Regions from separate parts of the Mus musculus genome. Here region 2 is linked to region 1. The links are chromatin contacts, called in public Hi-C maps. All regions are on one chromosome and are shown on one strand. Each heading gives the region's core, a stretch centred on a gene start, on an enhancer-like site or on the middle of the called end of the contact. The rest is flanking DNA. Distances are from core to core; before and after follow the strand shown. Region 1 overlaps Mllt3 (myeloid/lymphoid or mixed-lineage leukemia; translocated to, 3). Region 2 overlaps Focad (focadhesin).

Region 1 (6,969 bases), core at 2,856-5,355:
TGTAGTGTTAGAAACATTTCCAAAGCCTGTAGCCCCCTTTAAAAACTGACTACACATGAAATGATGTTCATGGAGTTGCTCAGATTTATAGTGACAGGATTAGTAATCAATAAAGCCTAAGCCTGGAAGGAGAGGCCCACTTCCAGGTTGCTGATCTTTGTATGTGGTTTAAAGTTGATCATGAAATAATAATAAGTCAGGCAGAAATAATACACTCGGGGTAGGGAAAAAAGTCCTTTTTGGGTGGAGAGCTGGTTTATATTACACAAAAACACTTTCAGGAGGGCGGGAGAGTTAGTTCAGCACTTAGAACCTACATTGCTCAGGTAGGTGATTGAGTTTGTTCCCAGCCCTCTTATTGGGTGCTTTACAACCATGCGTAACTCCAGCTCCTGGGGATCTGATGCCTCTGGCCTACACACACGCATGGCACACAGTTAAAAATAGTAAGTCTTTAATGAGTGATATAATATGCTTTTAAAAATAATTTTATTTTTATTTTACGTGTGTGCTTTGGCCGCATATGTGTCTGTGTACCATATATGTGCCTGGTGCATGAGGAGGCCATAGAGAGTGTCATGTGCCCTGTGTATGCCATATGTACAGATAGCGTGAGCAAGGGATGCTGGAAACCAGAGTCTTTTGCACAACCAAGTATTCAATTGCTGAGGCATGTCTCCGGTGCCACTAATGTAGTTTTAATTGGATTTCATATGTAAGCTGTGAAAATAACTACATGTTTTGAAAAATGAAAGCAAAGCTACATGCTTCATTAGCATGATTGATCTGACAGTATTAAAAAAAAAAAACCTAAAAACAACGCAAAAAATATATTTCTGAAACAGGAGGCTTAATTTCGGTTTTCTTCAAGAGTGTCTTTATTATAAATGTTGATTTTAATTTATGGCCTCTTAGAAAGTATCTTTCCTTTTTTATCATAAAGACTTCTTACTATAGATGTACTATGGACTGATACATATCAAATGGAGGCCGAGCACAAATAAGTACCAGCATTGTGTGCTTTTTACAGAATTTACCAGTCATGGTTAGATTAACCCCACGTTAGAATTTCTACTGTGTATAAAAACTCATCTTTGTGACATGGGGGTTTCCAGTGAGCTGCTTGTGTGACTGGCACTCCAAGCTCTATACATTCACGTTTGGGGTGACGTTGTTTTCCCTGGACTTCATTTAGTTCTGTGGATTAATTTTTTACTTAACCATTTCTGTTTCTTTTGAGAGAGTTCTAAATGGCCTTTGTGGTGGTGGCTGGATTCCTTCCCTTAGAACTGAGGTATGTGTGTGAACAAGGGAGGTAGGACTGACCTGAGACTACTGCTGTTCTAATCATTAACTTACAAAGCTGTGTAGCTGGAAACAGCAGGCAATAAAATAATTGTTTTTAAATAAAGTCACTATTTTAAGATTTATTCCAGCCGCGTACCCGGTGGACTGGGTTAAGGACTGGAGCGGTCTAGAGGACCGACTTGAACGCTGTGGATTGTTGGAGACTGCAGACGCTGTGAAATGAGTATACTTGTCTGTCTTGTTGCTGGATGGGCAAGGCCACGGCAGCTCCAGATAGTGGATAATAGCCTTTATTTGCAGCTTATGCAGCGGAGCATATTTTGCAGTAAAGGGGAACCAAAGGGCAAGGTGTTCTCTACTTGTGGGCTTGTAAAGGGCTCAGAGTTTTCTTTATGTTATTGTAGAATGACATTATTTTTGCTGTGGCGTGCTTAAAACTAAAGGGCAAATGATCCAAAAGAATAATCTTGAAATTCAATAGCAAGAAAACTACTTGACATTGTGGGCCGGAGGCCAGCAAACGCGGGGCTTTCATTGAATGCGTGGGAAATGGGGCAGGCCTGGCGTTTAAAGGGACAGGGTGCAGTCCTCCAGAGAAGAAAAGCCCTCATGTATGATTTGCTTACTTGGAGGAAAAAAATAGACTTAAAGTTTTCTCTAAAGGATCTTTATTGGATCAACTCTTTAAGTCTTTGAAAGACACGGAGTGAATTTTTCCTAATGCCTCCTCTCACAGTCCCCAGTCTCGTCTGAAAATTAGTGTGGAGTAAAATTGTTTATAACAGGAGAGAAGCAGCTTTTCAAATAAAAGTGCTTTGTGGGCTGTTCAAACGGAGGATAATATAATTCTCTCGGAACCTGAGCACTTACTACTTTGTTTATGTAGCCTTTTAAAAGGTAGGGGTAGAGTGAGGAATGGGGATGCCCTAGAGACCCAGGCTTTAGAATTTTCTGTTTTTTCTATGTCTTGAGTTTTCCTCCCCCGTCCACTCATGAATCCCCCTCTTCCCTCTCCACCACCTCCCACAATCCCTCAATAAAATAGTATTTGAAAGACTTGAGTGACCAGTCCTGTGTACTAGCTTCTTGCTTGGGGCAGTAATGTACTGTTTTCAATGGGTGGTCTTGAGTCTCCATGGGAGATTTTACAGGCAGTGGGCTCTGAGATCCTCTGAGTGTATTATATTGAACATGGCCAGTTAAATTCCCAAGCTATAGAGAATACAGAGATAGCTTTACACTGCTGAGTTCCTGCCGGTAATTAGGAGAAAAACCAATTTGTTTAATTGTGTTTGAAGAATTTATGGCTTAAGTCTACAAAAGGGGAGCATATTAACCTAGTATTTGGGATTTGCTTTTTTTTTTTTTTTTTAAACAAGCCGTAATATGTGAATTGAGGACTGTCCCTTAATACGTATATTTTAATTCATAGTTTTTAAGCAATTCATAGTCCTATAGAAAACTCATTGGGGGTCACATTTCTTGTACATGTGGTAGCATTGTACAGTGGTGGGGTCTTCACAGCAGACACTGTATCTGATTTGTCTCAGTAAGCACTTATCTTTGGTGTGTAGCAGGAATGCACAGCAGTCTAAAAGGTAGCTAGTGCTCTGCCACAAACCTTTGATGAAGTAAGCATTACTAGAATTATTATAAATTAATACTGGATTAAAGTTGGCTTTTAGAAAAGAGGACCCTCCATAGGCACAAAAACGTGAACGAAGTTATGTACTTAACCTAATTTATAGCCTAAATATAAATATGGAAGTGGGAATGTTAAGTCACGCCTATTTCCATGTAACTTTGTTTTAAGTTTTTTGACTCCTTTTTCCTGGATGAGCCTGTGATTGCGAGCCATAGAACATAGCTTTGTTAGGTCACTGATTGCTTTTCTTCCCTTCTTCACATACTTCAAAGACTTGATTTATGGCGAGTGTTGGATTTCTGTTTAAATAAATGTCTATTCTTTCTGATTAGGTGAAATACTTGTTTTTCGCAGACTAGATAGAAAAGATTTGAGGGATCAGGTATCTCAGATGTCCTGGCAAGACTGGGTGGGTAATAAGATGGGTATTGTATTTATTTTAAATGGTGTAAGTACTTATATAGATGGAAAATTCTAGGCCTCAAGGAACGGAGTTTGTTTCTCCATCAGAATCCTGGCACAGTGTATTAGATCATATAGAAATGGTACAAAGTCTACATGTTTCTAAACTGATACAATCAGAGATTTGTGGTCAAACCTTTTACAGCAGCAGCGGCTAAACGTTTCCCTTTTTCCCTTTTAGCTCAGTTCTGCCTGTGAGTAGTTAAAACTCTTCCTGGAAGTTTTTATAAGTGGTTTTAAAGAAGCGATAGCTATCTGAAGTTTATCTCTTGTAGCCGGCATTTAGAAGTTATTAATGTTGTCTACACACACAGAAAGACACGGGTCTCACCGATGCACAGGAGGGTAGACATTAAAGTTAGTAAAAATTAGCTTGTCAGAAAACTTAGTGACTGGGGGATAAGGTTGTTTTCACTATCTATCCCCTTCTTTGGCTGAAGCTAAAATTGCTGATCTAGTTCCCAGGCCAGTGTTACCTTGGAAGGCTTCCTTGGGCTGTAAAAGCACAGTTAGGCAGCTGCTGTAGGCTTCGCATGGCTTCACCAAAGAAGAGATTAACACCTATCAGTTTCCGATGCTGTCATTTCTACTCGGCAGATAAACTTGCTGTGTGGGATATAACCTCTGGGCTTACGGTATGAGCTTCTGCCTCACTGGTGTTCAGTACAGCAGAGAATGTGTAATTTTAGCACTTGGAGTATGACACATCGCTGCCTTTTCTGCTTCCATTCGGGCAGATCTAGGAACAGCAGCTCATACTTTCCAGAGTCTGACTTTTGCTTCTGGATGCGGATACCAAAAGGGATTGTGGAAGTTGACTTATTCTTCTTGGTACGCAGGCTTTTTGGTGTGAAGTTTAGAAGGAGAGGAAATACCAAGTCATTGACTTTAAACTCATTTTTGGGTTAAGTGTGTAACTAGAACACTGCCAAGTACCACTAACATCAATGCCATAATGTTCAAAGTCCCAGAAGCACCACGCTTGTCTGAATCATATTTTTGCATTATTGTTGTAGGTTTGAGGGGCAGGGACATCTTCACTGCTAAGGCAGAGAAGGGCAAGAGTTGGAAGCCACAGCTGTGTGATTAAACCCGTGTGTTTGCCCCGAGGCTCCAGCCAGTCCATCTGAATTCATAGCCTTAAATTTGGGATTCCTTCTCTATTTGAAAATAATACTTCTTAAACATTTTAAGACTGCCTTTGCCACTAGCATGAAAACTATCAAGACAGATTATGAGAGTTAAGATTTTAATGGAATCAAAACCGAAGATGCAGAGCGGTGTTTTAAAGAGAAAGTTTACAGCCATTTAACATAAAATTTTACTGAGCTTCTCATTAATCTAAGATAACTAGTCTATAAGTACCTTATCAGTGCAAACTGCTCCACATATAAAATGAGAGCAGCAAAGCCTTCCTGCAAATTAAGGGGACAATGTGGACTGGCAGACTTTCCAGCCATCTCCAGCTGGGAGATTATTACAGTTTTTGCAAACCCTTTTCTCTCAAAACTAAATCAAGAATGGTAGGGTTCTGATAAAAAGAAGTGTGGAAAAGCCTAACTAATCTGTAGATGAGTTACTTCAAACATGCCAAAAGAGAATAAAATCAGTTACATAGCTCGGATGAAAGGTTACTTTTTATGCATCTTTGTCCACACATTGAGAATTTTGTTGTATGTTAATGCATTTAGCCTTGGTTAAAAAGCTCCAGAGGGGGAAAACATAATTAAATTTGAGAGACTACACAATCACGTTGTTATAAAGAAATTTCATACCAGTTCTAGATGCCAGGGTAAGAGATAAAAGCTGCTCTCGAGATCAGTGCTGTAAACAGGTGGCTCTTGTGAGTGGGAAGATTTTGGGTTTCAATGTGAAGTGCTGTGTGGAATTCTAAGTGCTGACTTGTCCGGATTTTGTAAAGTAACGCAGTACATGTCTTTGGCTGTGCGTGCATGTGTGGGTCCTTGGTCTGATTACTGAAGACGGCCAACTCAGCTCTGCAGTAATGTTTTAAATGAAGTCTTGAGAATTGGCAAGGCAGAGTTAGAACGTGGGTAATAGATACCCTTTTTTATGCTTGTGTCTAAAGAGCTTCTCTGTACAGGAAGGCTGTACCAACTCTATTTTCCATTCACAGCCGTCTTTGGCAGCTACTTAATTTGAAATCCTGGCATATCATAATGGAGCAGCCAAAAGTTTGTGGCTAAGGAAAAGCCCATTGGCTTGGTGTCATTGGTGGAAAGATTTTTTTTTTCTTTTTAAAAGAAGCATTTTAACAATCTTTTTGGTGTCAATATATAGAATTAAATATGTATAGGTTGAAGGTGTATATATTTGCAGGTGTTGGGTTTAGTGATGTCCTTACATTTATTCTGTGTATGTGGGCATGCATGTACCACATGGTATGAATGTGGAGGTCAGAGGACAACTGGTGGAGTCTGATCTCTCATTCTGCCATGTGGATTCCAGAATCAAACGTACTTTATCGTATCAGGCTGTAAGCGCCTCCAAAATTGGAACTGTCTGCCAGCCCAACAGAACTTTTATTTTAAGGATCCGGGCAATGGGGGAGTTCATACTCACCTTATATTTGCCACCCATCCAAGATGCCAGCAGCCTCGTCACTGTATGCCTTAGGTGTTTATGTCATCCTACACTGTGGTAATGTTTTATAAGCCCCCAGAGAATGCCGTCCGTTAGTTTACACGCAAAGCATTCAGTTGCTCAAAAACTTCCTCTATTGATATTCTGACCAGATTTGACCTTATCCAAAACATGCAGCTTTAATGAATTTTGCTACATCCCATAAATATTGTGCTGTGGGATTATTTATGTGCTTAAGACCCTCTAAGTTCCCTTGGGATACGTTATTTTAGTAAATCAGAAAATCTCTCTGAAAGCGAAGTGATGATTATTAATTTTTTTGAAGTTTGAAAATGGGGCAGAGTGGCCTTTATGATTTCCAGGAGAATATTCTAGTGGATCCATACCACACACAATCAGTTCCCTAACTTAGTTCTCCAGCTCAGAGCTGCAGAATTGCTTTACTTGTGTAGCCTTGCCTTTGTGTGCTGTAGGAGCGGAGACCGATCTGTCTTCTGGGTGTCTGCTGTTTCTCAGCACTACCCTGAGAACAGTCATAGAGACTGGCTTTGAAGCTCTGGATAACCTGGTATCAAAGAGCAGTAGGAATTTAGCAGTAATTGTTTTATGGCTGGCTAGAAATCAGACCTATTTGTATCGGCTGCACACAGAATAGCCGTGATTTGACAATTTGGTTCTATTTATGCTGACCATAAAAAGAAAAGAAAAGAAAAGAAAAAGTTAAAGGGGTATTTTGGAAACAGGAAGTAGGCTATAAATGCAAATTACTTCACCATTTTCTCAAAGGAACAAAAAGGGAACGGGTTTGGAAGTTTTTATTGAAGGTGTGTCACTGAGGGTCTGTCTACTCCGGTGTTTAATGCTGCGCTCCCTAAAGCCATACCTCCTTTTGTTGGCAGTTTTCTTTCTTTTTTCTTTTTCTATTGCTGTCTAACTGAAATTATTTTCAT
Region 2 (6,969 bases), core at 3,031-5,530, 290 kb before region 1:
CTCAGTTCCAGCTCCTGGTTTCTTCTTGAGTTCCTGCCCTGATTTCTCTTGGTCATAGACTATAAACTATAAAATGAAATAAACCTTCCCTCCCCAAGTTTGCTTTTGCTCACAGTGTTTTATCACAGCAACAGAAAGCAAAGTAAGAGAATTTCCCTCTAAAAACCTCTGTGGTAGCTCAGTGGGAAAAAGCATGAGAGCTTGAATTTGCACACACACACACACACACACACACACACACGGCCATTTGTATACGTGTAATTCTAATACTGTGGGGATGGAAACATGAGAATGTCTAGCTACTAGCACAGACCCAGGTTCAGTGAGAAACTATCTTAAAGGAATTAGGTGGAAAGTAATATATAAAGGCATTCTGTATCCTCTGACCTCCACAAACATACACACAGGTGAATACATTCATACACATACAGACACACACACAGTGCATCTTCACACATATATACCACTTACTCTTATGTATATACATACACACAAAAACAACCAGTCAACAGAAAAACATGGTAGCTACATCCTACAAGCTATTATATGGTCTGCCTTCACTATTACATAATTACAATTAAAATTTAAAGTACCTTTATTGGTGTATAATAATTGACTCCATTGTGTCACTTCTGCATATGTACATCTTGTGCTTTGACCATATTCATGCCATCATCACCTCTTAGTCCCTACCTCCTCTTAGAACCCCTCCTCTTCCTAAATAGTCTCCTCCACTTTCATGTCCTATTTTTAAAATCTAGATTGCAAACATTCAGTATGTCCTTCTGAATCTGACTCTTATGGCTCAGTTTGACGACAAATAGTTTTCCTGCAAATGACATGATTTTTCTTCTCTTAATGGAGGAATAAAAATCCATATTTTATAAACTATGATTTATTATTATTATTGTTGTTATTGTTAATTTATCTGCTAATGGGCACAGGCTGATTTGTGAACAATGTCTTAATAAATGTTAAATTGCAAGTATACTACTATATTATATGCTAACTTGGAATACTTATTGTAAAACCAAAAAGCAGTACATGGGATCATGTGGTACTTCTAGTTCTCCCTGCTGGGCAACATCTATACTGACTTCCATAGTGGCTAGGCTAATATACAGCTTCAGCAATAGTGTATGAGTATCCCTTGTTCTCTATGTTTTCTATGTCTTTATCTTCATTTCCTGTTTCTTTTCTTGTAATGGCTCTTCTGACTGGACCAAGCTGGAGTCTCAATAGATTCATGATTTGCATTTCCCTGATAACTAAGAATATTAAAATTGTTTCCATACATTTGTTGGCCACTTCTCCAACAAGACCTAACCTCTGGCCTGAGCCAGCTGCCAATCAAATCCACAGTTAGAATAGAATATGTTCCAAGGGGTAAAAAGGTCTAAAATAGTCTCCCCATTCTGGAATTTGAAGCTATCTATTTATCTTTGCTTCTGCATTTTTTGAATTCCTTTTCAATTCGGTTGTTTGTTGTAACTGTTCCAGCTGTGTGTAAATGTGAGCAGCAGCCAAGCAATGTCCTACCATGTAACTTATTACAATTTCACATGGAAGCACAAGTTGAGACATGACACTGTAAACCTGCACTTCACCAAGTGCAGTATTCTTACCTGCCAGGCCAGGTTTCAATCCTGGTTGCTTGTTTGTTTCGTATGTCTTCAATATGAAGTTCGGGATTCCTGCTACTGTCTTCCCTTGGTCTGAGCGCACGCCTCCTTTCAATGCAGAGTGATATATCCCACGGGGCATATTCACCATCTCTTGTCTCACAAGAGATGTAAAGAATTCTTCCAATGCTGGAATAAAATAACAAGAGTTCAAAACCCAAATAAATGTGAGATGTCCAGAAGAGGCATGTTCCTTCCTAACCGGTGCACAGGCATCCAGCTCTGTCTCAGGTTGAACTTCACCAAGCAAACAGGAAACCACTGAGCACCATCTCTGCCTTCAATGCTCCCAAATGGGAACAAAGTACTACAGTGCTCAGGTATCCTAGCTTTCATTCTTCTTCATTTCTTACAGATCATCTACTGGCAAGTTCTTGTGGCTCCATCTTCAGAGTCCTCCTTTTACAACCATTCTCATAAAGCCTTGCCTAGTTATTATCTTTGTCTTCTTCAAATATACTAATATAAAAGCTGTATCTTTAGTCACTTCTTCCTCGTGATCACCCCTATAGTGTCCTCTAGCCAGAAGCTGAAGTTGCCCTTTATGTTCTTAATACCACCCAATAGCTTTCACTGCACAAACAAACAAAAACAAACAACACTGCCAAAAAACTATACAGCCTCTGACCTCAAATAAGGAACCATCATGACTCTCCCTATGGCCTTATTTCTGCCATGTTCCCTTCTTGCCAAGTGAAAGACACCTATCCAGATAGCCTAAATATCCCCTTCTGTTCTTCAAAAATATACTCTTGATGTGTTCTACAGGAACACGAGACTTGCTGGTTATCGACATGAAGCACACTATTTCTAGCTTTTCATGGGATGAGTCCTCTTGTCCTTTGGATGTTTTCAGACAGACCTTTTAGAACTATGCCAATTCTGTAGGAATGTTAGCACACATTAGAATCTGAAAAACTCACTCCTTACTTCCTCTGTCTACAAAGGAACCTATGCTAATGAAGCTCACTTTGCTATATGACACTGTAAGAACTACAAGACAACATAAAAATGTAGGATCAGAAGACAACAGATGTCAAAAACCAATTACCATTGGGTTCATATTTGGGTGCCATTTCCACAAGAACCACTAGAGGCTGCCCAATACAGAAACAAAAACAAAGCATGAAAGCTAAACAAACCACAGTGGGAAAACAAACAGGAAATACATGGTCCTCCAGTAGGAACACAAAAACAAGGGTCCACCCAGCCACATCCAAACTTAACTAGGAATATTTTTACCTCAAGGTCTCCTTTAAATGACCATGATTTAAAGTAAGTACTCACTGGCACAATAATTAAGTATCCTTCTCTCTTTCTGTATAATCCCCTGGTTGCAACCAAACTTACCCATACAAAGTAAGGAGAGGGACTGGGGATATAGCTCAGTTGGTAAAGAACACTGCAGAGCATGAAGACATAAATTTGATCCCCAACACCTATGCAAAAAGGCCAAGTGAGGCAGAACACACATGGCACTCCAGCACTGGTGAGTCAAAGACAGAGGATGCCAGCAAATTGCTAGTCAGACAATCTACCTAAATGGCAAGGCACACATACAACCAAAAAGTTCTGCCTCACATACATACACATATATAGACATGCACATACATCATGCACACACACAATGTCCATCTCTGGCCTATACACATGCACAAACATTCATAGACATGCACATACAACATGCACACACACAATGTCAATCAATCTCTAGTCTATACACATGAACACAGATACATAGGCATGGACAAATAACACATATAATGTCAACTCTGGTCCATACACATGCATGCACATATATAGACATGTACACATAACACACGCATATAATCAACTGCTAGTCTACACACATGCATACACATATGTACACATGAACATATAATAAATATACACAAAATATTAACCTCTGGTCTACTGACACACATAAACAAAACACATACATAAACATGCACATACAACACACACACACAAACACTCATATGCACACACTCACACGCACACAGTTCTGAGAACATCTGTTGGGAACAGTTTCTACTGACTCCTCCACACTTACCCCTACCATTCTCAACACTGCCCTGTAGCCTCCAGAACTAAGCTGTAAGAAATGCATCAAAAGGCTGCTCATTGTGTCAACCAATGAAAGGCCCTGGCAGGAGATCAAAGAGTGAAAACACAGTACAGTCAGGGAACTTATTCCCTAAACACTGTCCAACAGGTTACTACAGGCTGCCTGCACCCTTATTTAGAAGGCTGTCTCCCCTTAGGCAGCTATAACTGTGACATGCATGTCTTTTACCCTCCCTACACGGCCAAAGGACCTTAGCTACTCTCGGATGATTCATTGTGTCTAATGAATTTCCATAAACTTTGCAAACACAATTATAAAGAGAAACTTTATTTAAATTTCTCCGATTATCCCATTGAGAATGAAGCCCTTTTTGCAATGACCATCATGACTGTAACGTCTAGACAAATGGATGCTATGTAATCACAGACTGTGTACTCCAGTTCCTGAATGGTGTGGTGCAGGTATGCCTGCTCCAAGCTCAGTCTGAGCACAGACCTTTTGAATGCGTGAGTCATGTGACTGTGAAGACAGGAGTGCTGTGGTGAGAGAGGATGATTTCATGCTTCTTCAGAAGGAGCTGTGTTCTGACAAAGAGGGCAAGCACATAGTCAAAAGGGAAGACACACTTGCAAGTGCACTCTTCCAGCAACAGAAAGCTCCTACTTATCTAGCTCTGTGGTCAATAAAAGCCTCTCGAGTGCCTCCTGCAGATGTGAAGGGAGGAGAAGATGCAAGCATCTGAATGGAGCCACTACAGAGAACATCATCTTCCCCAAGCAACTGAGCCAATCAATAAGCAGCATTCTCCCTGCTCTCTGCAGCCTTGGCCTTGGCCTCTTCCTTACATATGACCAGGTGAGAATTTAAAAAGAAACGAAAATCTATACACAACAAGGTGAGCATGTTAACACTGCAGTTATATCTAATGGAAAATCATCTAACAACTGAAAAAAAAAATAAAGTTACCACAGGAACTAAGATAAGGATCATAAACATACTATGTGAAATGAAAAAAATAAAAATCTAAGTCTAAGAGTTGACAAACTCAGAGTATCTGGAGAAATCCAAAAAGGACTTTAGTACAAACATTTTAAGCTAGAACTTTAAATATTAGGGGATAAAGAGATGGCTTCATGGTTAATGCTTTTGTAGAAGACCAGAAATCAATTCCCAGCACCCACAGCTGACAAGCACACAACTGTATAACTCACAACATACAATATACATACATACATACATACATACATACATACACAGCTCACAACTGTACATAACTCCAGTCTCAGGAAATCTGATGCCTTCTTCTGTCTTCCACGGACACCACGTACACACAGACACGATGAACTTATATACACTTAGGCAAAATACCAACACAGGTAAAATTAAAAAAAAAAGTTTAAAAAGAGGAAGAAGAAAGAGGAAGAGGAGAAGGAAGAGGAAGAAAAAGAAGAGGAGAAGGAGGAGGGAGAGGAGGAGGAGATGGGGGAGGAGGAGGAGGAGGAGGAGGAGGAGGAGGAGGGGGAGGGGGAGGAGGAGGAGGAGGAGGAGGAGGGGGAGGAGGAGGAGGAGGAGGAGGAGGAAGAGGAGGAGGAGGAGGAGAAAAAGAGAAAATAATTAACATGAGAAACAGGCCATGATCCCCTTCTTTCAGAGCAATGATTTTACCGCCATCTGTAACTAGTGACTACCATGCATCATATACCCAGAATCCTCTGAGTCTCTGTTCCCATGGCTGCAACCTATGTCCTTGTCTGTTTGACCATGCTCCATTAATCAGAGAAAGTGAGCACAGAACAACATTGTCTATGGTGATGGTTTGCCAGACACAATTATACGTACAAAACCATTGACTCCAATTATCAGATTGCCTCATAAAGAAAAAACAAAAACACAGTGGAGGACTATAGCCATCAAGTATAATCACTAGCACAGAGGTACGAACCCTCAAAATATCTCAGTAGCAACCTTTTCCTCTTCTGCAGGCAGTCACACCCTCCCTCTGGCCAGAAGGCTAAAGAAATCAGCAAAGGGCACAAAGTCACTGTAAAACCTCCAGTGAGCTATTGGCAGTGGCTCTTTCAGGATGCTGGAGGATTTGTATACAAGGCATTTTCCTACGCCTGCTGGCTATTAACCCTGGAGAGACTCAGGGCTCCTGGGGAGCAATGAGATGAGATAGGAAGTATGGAGAAGAAAGGAACAGTAGAGGAGATTTGAGGCTTGCAGAGGAGAGAAAACATGAAAACATGGTAGCTTTGGCTATGCTCCACTGTTCAGCTTGCTCTAATAAAAGGAGGCAGGGACAGACAGGAGCTCTGTCTATAAATTAATGATACATGCTTAGCTAAATTTCCAAATAATCTCTAATTGTCATGAAATAAAAAAATAATATTAATGTTATAGATTACTATAATCACATATAAAAATGACTATGTTGAAAAGCTATAACAACATTTTTTTATTAAGCCTCATTTTCAAAACTTAAGTGTTTGCATGTATATATGTTCAAGGCAGAATTTGAACAAAAAAGCAAAATATTGGCTAGCACTGGAGGGCTTCCAGTCACAAAGGATGGTCTATGATAATTTTAAGGAATTTTTAATAACCAGAAGATGAATTTTAAATAATATAATATTTTAATCATAACCCATAACCCATATCTCAGCTATCACAATGGATCATCTATGGAAATTTTAAGGATTTTTTAATAACCAGGAGATAAATTTTAAATAATATAAAATTTTAATCGTAGCCCATAATCCATATCTCAGCTATAATCACCTACTGTTTCTTGGGTAAGACTTAAATAGAGTTAGTGAAAGTTTTACATGTGTGAATACCACACACACTTGCACAGCATGCCTATTAAAGGCTACAGATTAATAAACTTTATATCAAAACAAATGACCATATAATTTGATCCTTAAAACTATTTAAAAAAAAAAAGTCATCATGTAGCCCAGGATGGCCTGGATCTCACTACATATACCAGTTGAGCCTCAAATACACCATGCCTGGCAAAAATCTATCCCTGTCCTGTAAATCATGACCATCTGCTTCTGCCTCATCAGCACACCACACCTGTGTGCATCAGTGCACACACATTCTTCTATTGCTTATATTAACTAATTTACATTTGTATATTGTACAAATAATGTAGCCATTTATTTATAGCTCTGGAACTTTAATACTGTGATTCGTATACTTTATAGAAAGAAC

Evidence for each region. Hi-C and Micro-C count contacts between places; a contact is called where the count stands out from the background.
Region 2: a contact with region 1 is called in a Hi-C map of Th1 cells, with 4 times the contacts expected there. The contact joins two enhancer-like sites. A contact is called at or near these places in 1 of 15 datasets of contacts at CTCF or cohesin (large pre-B cells), 2 of 484 Hi-C or Micro-C datasets (Th1 cells and bone marrow-derived macrophages), 3 of 115 datasets of contacts at active chromatin or transcription factors (embryonic basal ganglia, embryonic hindbrain and forebrain) and 1 of 9 other capture datasets (embryonic stem cells).

The regions. Positions count from the first base shown.
Region 1 is chr4:88,012,532-88,019,500 of GRCm38.p6, reverse strand. All of the region lies in intron 2 of Mllt3 (myeloid/lymphoid or mixed-lineage leukemia; translocated to, 3), which reads left to right. Among named protein-coding and RNA genes, the nearest start is that of Mllt3, 17 kb to the left of the region's middle. Within about 2 kb of position 4,105, at least 40 of the 459 cell types and tissues checked have an H3K27ac peak or open chromatin away from gene starts, as enhancers often do. A contact at or near this core is called in Th1 cells, where this site is marked.
Region 2 is chr4:88,298,287-88,305,255 of GRCm38.p6, reverse strand. Focad (focadhesin) reads right to left here. Exons shown (of 44, transcript NM_001081184.1): 20 at 1,626-1,811. Among named protein-coding and RNA genes, the nearest start is that of Hacd4, 140 kb to the left of the region's middle. Within about 2 kb of position 4,280, at least 21 of the 459 cell types and tissues checked have an H3K27ac peak or open chromatin away from gene starts, as enhancers often do. A contact at or near this core is called in Th1 cells, where this site is marked.